Regions from separate parts of the Zea mays genome. Here regions 2 and 3 are each linked to region 1. The links are chromatin contacts, called in public Hi-C maps. All regions are on one chromosome and are shown on one strand. The core of a region is the stretch at or near the end of the contact, and the rest is flanking DNA. Distances in the headings are between cores, read along the strand shown. Region 1 has its middle 5.6 kb from the start of LOC111590722. Region 2 has its middle 19 kb from the start of LOC103643872. Region 3 holds the start of LOC103643872 (phosphatidylinositol 4-phosphate 5-kinase 2).

Evidence for each region. A called contact is a pair of places that touch in the nucleus more often than the background predicts.
Region 2: a contact with region 1 is called in a Hi-C map of tassel, with 3 times the contacts expected there. The contact joins two enhancer-like sites. A contact is called at or near these places in 4 of 25 Hi-C or Micro-C datasets (ear, leaf and tassel).
Region 3: a Hi-C map of bundle sheath shows a contact between it and region 1, with 3 times the contacts expected there. The contact joins the promoter of LOC103643872 here to the enhancer-like site in region 1. A contact is called at or near these places in 3 of 25 Hi-C or Micro-C datasets (bundle sheath and leaf).

The regions. Positions count from the first base shown.
Region 1 is chr1:272,261,012-272,263,653 of Zm-B73-REFERENCE-NAM-5.0, forward strand. No RefSeq gene overlaps it. Among protein-coding and RNA genes, the nearest start is that of LOC111590722, 5.6 kb to the right of the region's middle. Within about 2 kb of position 1,345, at least 17 of the 20 cell types and tissues checked have an H3K27ac peak or open chromatin away from gene starts, as enhancers often do. A contact at or near this core is called in bundle sheath, ear, leaf and 1 more, where this site is marked.
Region 2 is chr1:272,016,518-272,019,159 of Zm-B73-REFERENCE-NAM-5.0, forward strand. No RefSeq gene overlaps it. Among protein-coding and RNA genes, the nearest start is that of LOC103643872, 19 kb to the right of the region's middle. Within about 2 kb of position 1,349, at least 20 of the 20 cell types and tissues checked have an H3K27ac peak or open chromatin away from gene starts, as enhancers often do. A contact at or near this core is called in ear, leaf and tassel, where this site is marked.
Region 3 is chr1:272,035,762-272,038,403 of Zm-B73-REFERENCE-NAM-5.0, forward strand. LOC103643872 (phosphatidylinositol 4-phosphate 5-kinase 2) reads right to left here and starts at 1,325. Exons shown (of 8, transcript XM_008667053.4): 1 at 1-1,325. The coding sequence starts at 897.

The DNA.
Region 1 (2,642 bases), core at 95-2,594:
CTGTCCTGCAAAGGTAATGTGCGCTGGTTTTGCCCCCGGGTGAATCCTGTGGATCGGTGAATGGTGACGACGGCCACGGCCTCGTTTAGTCCAGGCTGCCATCGAATTTGTGCTGCGCCCGTGATTTAGACCGCGTGAACGTACGAGACAGTAGCCTAGCTAGCTTGTCGCGGCACACAAAGCTTTATTAATTAGAATATGTGTTTTTTCTTTGGCATCTCATCTCTGCAGCAGTTAACCTTGACAAGACCACACACACGCATATATGTGTATGTGCTATTCATCGACTATTCGACTGGGCATTGTGCACTACGGATCATTGCGAGGACGAACAATCTACTACTCTATATGTGGCTACAACGAGACCCAGGAGATGGAGGAGCGCCGCTGCGGCCCCGTAGGCAGACGATAGGATCGCCAGGCTATGTGGTGATGGAGCGCGAGTAAAAAAGTTCGGGACCGACACCGACCTGCGAGCGGCAATCGAAGCCCAGCCATATACTCCAGCTCCACCTTTCGTCTCGACGATCAACTCACAGTTTTACAAACGGGCGGATGTGCGGTGTGTGCAAACGTGGAATAATATTATAATAATAATCACCGAATAAGAACTGTTACAGGCACTGACGATATAGGGGTGCGTGCGTGCGGTCCAAGCAACCGAGCACCGAGCAGGGGATTCTGACCGGTCGGTTCAGAGAGAGTTTTCTACTGGCCGGCCGGAACCGAAACGTAAGCTAGATTCTCTAGTAGTAGAATATTAACGTTAACCCGGTGGCGATGGCGTCACAAATTCCGTCTCCTTAGCATATGGCAATAGCCTTTATTTGGAGTGACCTACTATCCCAATAAGAAAAAGAAACCACCGTGTTTATGGCCGCTGTCTAGAGTCGGCCATGGCAACCCGGATGTCTCAAGTTATTCAGACCAGAGTAAAGTCGCTTGACCTGATTACCTGAATTTTAAGCCGATTTGTTTTCGAATTGGTTTTTGAACTGAAAAAACTTTGAGATGAACACAGAAACCCGAGAGAGAGAGAGAGAGAGAGAGAGAGTTCCTTAAACAACTTACGTCTAAGATGTCTACGTACTATCATATCGTATATGGATCGAGCTGAGTACATACGCATCGAATAAATCGTACTCCAACGGTCACGATCGCCGGCCGGACCATGCGGTGCGGCCCACACGGGCTTCAATCAAAGGGAGCTTCATCCAGCGGCCTTTCGCAGGCCTCGCGCACGCGTTTCGCGCGGCCGAAATCGATGGCCCCGCTCCGCTCTGGTTCACGTCACGTGAAGCCAGGTCGAACGGCCGTGTTCCAAGGCCACACGAAGCCCGCGTCTAACGGGCCCAGTTAAGCAAGCCGCACATGACGTTGTGGTTGTTGCCCTGCGCGCACGGCGGGACAGTTTGGTGGCCCGCCGTCAAGACGCAGCCCAGCCCGCTCATTGTTTCTCGGCACAGCCCAACCAGTTTTCTCCACGGTCCGAGCAACCGGTGCTTGTTCTTGTTCCGACGAAGAACACAAAACATTTATTTATTTTAGACAGCACAAGGAAGGTCTGATTTCAGCGATCCACGGCTATTGCAAAATCGGCTCCGGATTTTCACACATCTGTAACGAAGTGCTAAATACTGTACCCTCTAAATTCCAATGTTTATTTTTCTCTCTAAGTGCGTAGCTTTTGCGATGTATTGATGTAAAAATCAGTCGCACTAGCTAGGTCTAGATTGTCGTGGTGGTCGCTATGGATAAAAAAACACATCATATAACTATCGTACAAGCAGCTAGATTTACAAGTACAACCGTTTGATATGCCTTGATTTGTAAATAAACAAACCTTGTTTTGTACTAAAGAACCAACCTTTTTTGGTACCGCCGGCTTTTGCTAACCAATATTGGAGTATGCTGATTTGTTTCCAATATTGGAGTGCAAATGGGACTGCCAGTCTGCCACCAATTCAAGGGGCCAGACACCAATTTGACCTCATTCTAGGGGTTTGTTTGTCAAATCGAGCCTCATATAGAACCAACCCTTAAGAGGCCAAATAGATACAATGCCAAGTATCAGAATTCCTTGGCAAAGGTTATGTGCATGAATCTCTAAGTCCATGTGTTGTTCCTATGCTTTTGATTACAAATAAAGATGGATCTTTACTCATGTGCGTGGATTGTAGAGCAATTAATAACATCACAATCACATGATGTCACCGTACCCCTAGCTAGTCTAGATGATATGCATGTTGAATTGAGCGGCTCTTTGGTGTTCTCAAAATTTTATTTTGTGTAGTGGTTACCACTAGATTCACATGAAGTTAGGAGATGAATCAAAAATTGCATGTAAAACAATGTTCGGTCTATATGAGTTGCTAGTCACACCTTTTGGTCTCACTAATGCACCAAGCACATTCATGAGATTAATGAATGAAATTTTATATCCCTTCATTGGTAAATTTATGGTTGTATATTTTGATGTCATTCTAATATGTAGCAATTCATACAAGGAGCACAATGATCATTTGTGTGCCATATTGTTCACTTATTTGGAAACCTAAAAAAGTGCACCTTTTACACGACTCGAGTCTCTTTTTGTTGGCTATGTTTGTGACACCCTAGAGAATTAAAGTTGAGCAAGCCAG
Region 2 (2,642 bases), core at 99-2,598, 240 kb before region 1:
AAGAGAACTAGGGGTGGGCAAAAAATTATCAAACATCGTTCGAACCGTACACCATACACCGAAATTTGTGGTATATTTGATTTTTGATGTTTGGCGTGGTTTAGATTTTAGCTCTATTTGGTGTTTGGTGCGGTTTCCAATATTCGCACAGCAAAAACCGAAATTTAGCAAACCTACCTTGATGCCCAACAAACAACTCATATAAGGTCCTAAACCCTAGACTCATATCATTTTAATTTTTAAGAACTATGAGTTAGTTACTCTTATTCGACACTAGATTGTTTATGCAGTTTTATTAAGTACTTGTTGATGAACTATTAATATGTTTTTTAGGCAATTTTATGTTTGTAGTTTTAATTTGCTACTTGTTTGGTGATTGTGGTAGTACCAAAACGAAACCAGAAAAACCGAACACTAAATTGTGCGGTTTTTATTTCTAAACAAAAAGCTTGGTTTCCATTTTCCAAGCACCAAACTTTTTTTAACACCGAATAATCCGCACCGAATAACCAATAAAACCGAATGCTCAGCCCTAAAGAGAACTCAAATTCACTCGTCATAATTCGGAGACCCCATCAACGAGAAAAAAACACTTTTTATGTTCAGTTCCAGATCATAGAAAACATGTTCATTAAATTCTTTTGTCCACCGGTGCCTGACGCATTTCGTCAAGTTACAGTCATGTCCATGAAAGTTTCTCTCTCCTCTTAATTACACTTCCATGTGATGAAGCATGATAGTCTGGCTTCGGCACGATAGTACGATACACATTGGACTTATATTTTCGACGACTGAGTAATTATTGACCTTGCGCTAGGTGAGCTATTTGACTCAAACGTTGGGATGGGCTATGTCAGCCCGCTGGGCCAGTGGCACAGCCCATGTGGTCCATCTTCCGGCAAATTACGCCCACCTTCAATGTGCAGCGTTGCAACTATCAGCTGGTAGTACTACAGTTCAATAGTAGGTGCGCAACTGAGCACTGCAAGCCGATCTGCGTGATTCACGACACGCTCTCGAAAACTTCGTCCCCTGCACAACAACATGCATCTCACAGGTCCTCGCGCCTCGGCGCCGGCAGTGCGTGCGTTCAGTTCAACGCACGAGCGAGAAGCACTGCAACAAGTGGATCGCCATCCCGTCCGGCGTGCACAGCACATCAGGCGCTGCACATAGCTCTTCTATTATCTTCTATTAAAGGCCTGTTCGGTTATTTTTAATCTATATGGATTGGAGGGGATTAATACGGATTGAGAGAGGGCTTGACGCGGCCGCACCCGACAACTACCTCGACGGCTGTGATGACGCGACTTTGGCGATCCTTTGCGCAGTCCCGGCTCGGCGGATTCACCATTCCTTTTGGAGATATACTCCACCGTACGGCTTGGCGCTTCCTAGCTGGCGGCCGGAGGACAGACGAGATGGCCTGAGCAAATAGTGCGTGTACGTGACCGGGCAACAACAACACGCACGTACGTCTCGGCGTAGTTGGAGCGTGCGGCAAGAGTAGCCTCTAGCCTTCTGTAGCAAGAACCTGCCGCCGCCTTGGCTTGGCCGCTGCTGCAGGCTAGCTCACGGTCGCAGACGAGCTGCGGCTGCCGCTTGCTGCTCCTGCTTGCATCCATGCACAGGGCTCGAGAAGCCGACCGGGGACGGCATGGAGAAATGCAACTGGCAACCCAAGCAGAACACTGTGCTGCAACGGGGAAGGGCAATGCCACAGGTGCTGCACGCTGCACCTGCATGCTCGCGGCAGGGCGCTCCAACAGTGGTTCGGCGCGCGGCGTGCACGCCGGTGCCAAATAAAGGCCTTCCATCGGGTTGCCGTTGCCGTGCGTGCCACTGCCACCGTTGCCTTGTACTATCGCCGAGTTATTTCGGAGTTCAGAACTCGATCGATCGGTCCATCTATGCGGCTCTGAGGCATGCGCGTGTTGTTGACTGTGTCTGTGTGGCCTCGGACGCCGGAGCCTAGAGCGCGGCTAGCGCCGGCTGTGCGGCAGCAGGAAATATTTGGACCGCCAGCCCAACGGCTTGCAACTTTTGCATAGATCAGGTGCTGCCGCTCAGCGCTGATTCTTCCCTTCCGTTCACCTCTGTTTTTGCTCCCCACATTTAAAGGCTAAAAAGCCTAAAATTATACGTAGAAATGGTAGTAGAATTGAAAGTCTCAACATATATATATTTTCGATCCCTCTTTTGTCTAGAGAAAACCTTTGTCTACCCAAGAACTTTAGCAAGCTGGCCTCACCACCGTAGCCCGTAGGCTACCTAAGGCGTGAGTGACACTACACCAAAATAGTAAACTTCATAGAGTCTAAACCCTAAAAAATTAGGTCTAAACTATAGGAAGTTACCTAAACTCTCGGAAGTTAGCTTAACTTCCTATAGGCCTCTAGGAAGTTAGCTAACTTCCTACAGCCAAAAAGCCTCTCGGAAGTTAGTAGATTCTCAGAAGTTAGTAGCTTCACGCCGTCAGCGCCGTCAGCTGACTAACTTCCTACAAGTAACTTCCTACGGCTGACTGCAGCGTGACTAACTTCCTACGGCTTACTGTAGCCCCTAGGAAGTTAGCTGGCTAACTTCTGACTGTAGCACTGGCTAACTTCCTACGACTTAATAAGCCTTTAGGAAGTTAATTT
Region 3 (2,642 bases), core at 75-2,574, 230 kb before region 1:
CTTGGATATGGTCCGCCCGGGTCGTTTACTCTGCGGCGTGGTTGCCACCGCCGACGCCCAGCGTGGGACTCCGCTGGCTGATCGCATGTAAGTTGCTCCACCCGCGATAGCCGCGGCTTCCTTGAAGAGCATAGGCATAGACGCCTCGAGCGCGTCGACGATGTCGCAGGTAATGTCTCCAGCCTCGCCCTCCGACTCCCATATGCAGATCCGCGGGGTCGCCTTGTCCCCCACGCCCTCCACAGAAGACCTCCTACTCACAGCAACAGCACCAGGAGGCGCGAAGAAAGTGGCGCTCATGGCCGGCAGGTCTACCGAGCTCCCAGGCCAGGAGCCGCCGGTGGGCCACGTGAAGACCCCTGACCCTTTGGGCACGCCGTTCTCCCAGACGCCGTCGTAGCGGCTGCCATTGGCACAGATAAGCGCGCCGCGGCCGGAGAGCACCCCGGCGCGCCACTCCCCGATGTACTGGTTGCCGTTGGCCCAGACGTACCGGCCGTGGCCGTCCTGGAGGTTGCGGCGCCACTGGCCCTCGTAGCAGTCCCCGTTGGCGTAGGTCTTGTTGCCCAGGCCGTGGCGACGGTCCGCCACCCACGCGCCGCGGTAGGTGGCGCCGTCTGGGCCGACGAACACGCCCTGCCCGTCGATGCGGCCCCTGCGGAACTGCCCCTCGAACGTGGCGCCCGACGGCCACGAGAAGCGGCCCTTCCCGGACGCCTTGCCCCGCCGCCAGTTCCCCTCGTACATGCAGCCGTCGGCCCACACGTACCTGCCCTTCCCGTGCGGCGAGCCGCCGCGGTAGACGTCCCCGTTGAGCAGCGTCTTCTCCACCACCGCCGTCTCCTCGCCGCCAGCAGCGCTGCTGGCGGCGGTCATCGCCGGTGCCACCCGCCTCATCCCCCACGCGCACTCTCGCACTCAAGCCCGCGGCGTTGCAGTTGCAGACCGGAAGCTGCTAGGACTTGCGATTTGGTGGGACTCGGGATTTATGTTGCACTACCTCCTCTCCCTCTTCTCCCGAGCTTTGATCTGGGCTAGAGCGGTGCCAGTACTGGGCTACTACTACCAGTGCAGTGGCCACTAGTGTGCCAGGTGAAGTGGGTGGAGGAGGGAAGAGGATTATACAATGGAAGAGGAGCGAGAGGCCGAGGCCCGAGGGGGGTGGCTTTTACCTAGCTGTCCCAACAACATCTCGCTAAGATCAGCGCGGCTCCTCTGGCGTGCAACGAGCGGCTCGCCACGCGGAGTCGCGGATCTCCTGCGGCCAGTTCACATTTGGTGGTGGGGCCACGGGGGCACGAGTCACGAGTGGACCCGTCGTCGTCCGCGACGGTTTGGGGCAAAACCGGATTTTATGGTTGGGTTTCTTTATTTGGATATATGCATGGGCGTTTTATTTTTTTGGAGGGGAGGGGATGGTCATCGTCTCATCGAGACATGGACTGGTTGGGTTTGAGTCGAGACTGCGGAACAGTTCGAGACAGGCCACAACTCATTACCCCACCACGCTGCCGCCAGGGGCACTCTCCGCCCCTGTCAGAAAACGAAGGGACTCAAGCAAATGATGCGTATCCTTTTCATTCAATGATGGTGTGTATTTATACATAGTGAAATGACAGAAAACTTGTCCATTCGCTAAGGACGGTTTCCTCGTCGTAGGAGAGAGGGAGAGGGGTGCCTGTTCGGGAACATGATTTACATAAAGGAATATTATTAACACTAATCTTATTAACTAATGACCGTCGATCTTGTTAATCTCCACCTTTGATATTAAGTGTGTTTCCTCCTCCGGATTGCTGACGTGGACGAAATCATTTTTTCCTTAATACTCCCCCTTGATTGAGTCCATCAAATGAAAATCCTGCATTTAAAATTTCTACTATACCTCATATCACCTTACAAAAACCCTGTGGGAAAATTAAGAGTGATATGGTATACGCTTGTATTAATATTGTCTCATTAAAAACTTTATATGATAAAAACTCTTTGTGAGAGAAAAACCGCATAAAGAAAAGAGTGCAATATGATGTGAACTTGTTATGTATCGGTGAGAGTTACTCCCCCTGAATTTTGCAGATCTCTAAGTCTTCTCATACCTATACCTTCAACATATTTTGAAAATGTGGAGTACGGTAGGGACTTAATGAATAAATCTGCGAGATTGTCGCATGATTTAGTCTGCAATATATTTATTTCTCCATCCTTTTGTAATTCATGAGGGAAAAATAATTTTGGAGCTATATGCTTAGTGATATTGCTCTTAATATAACCAATTTCCATCTGAATAACACAAGCTGCATTATCTTCATAGATAATGGTAGGTGATTCTATAGAACCTATACCACAAGATTGTAGTATATGATTAATCATTCTACGAAGTCATACACATTCTTTGGAAGCTTCATATAAAGCAATTATTTCAGAATGATTTGTGGAAGTGGCTACCAAAGTTTGTTTGGTTGATTTCCAAGAGATAGTTGTTCCACCATATAAATAAACAAAGCCTGTTTGAGATCTGACATTATGAGGATCTGAAAGATAGCCAGCATCTGTATATCCAATTAAAGTCGAGTCTTGGCCTCTTTCGTAGAAAAGACCAAAATCTCTTGTACCATTGAGATATCTAAGGATATGTTTTACTC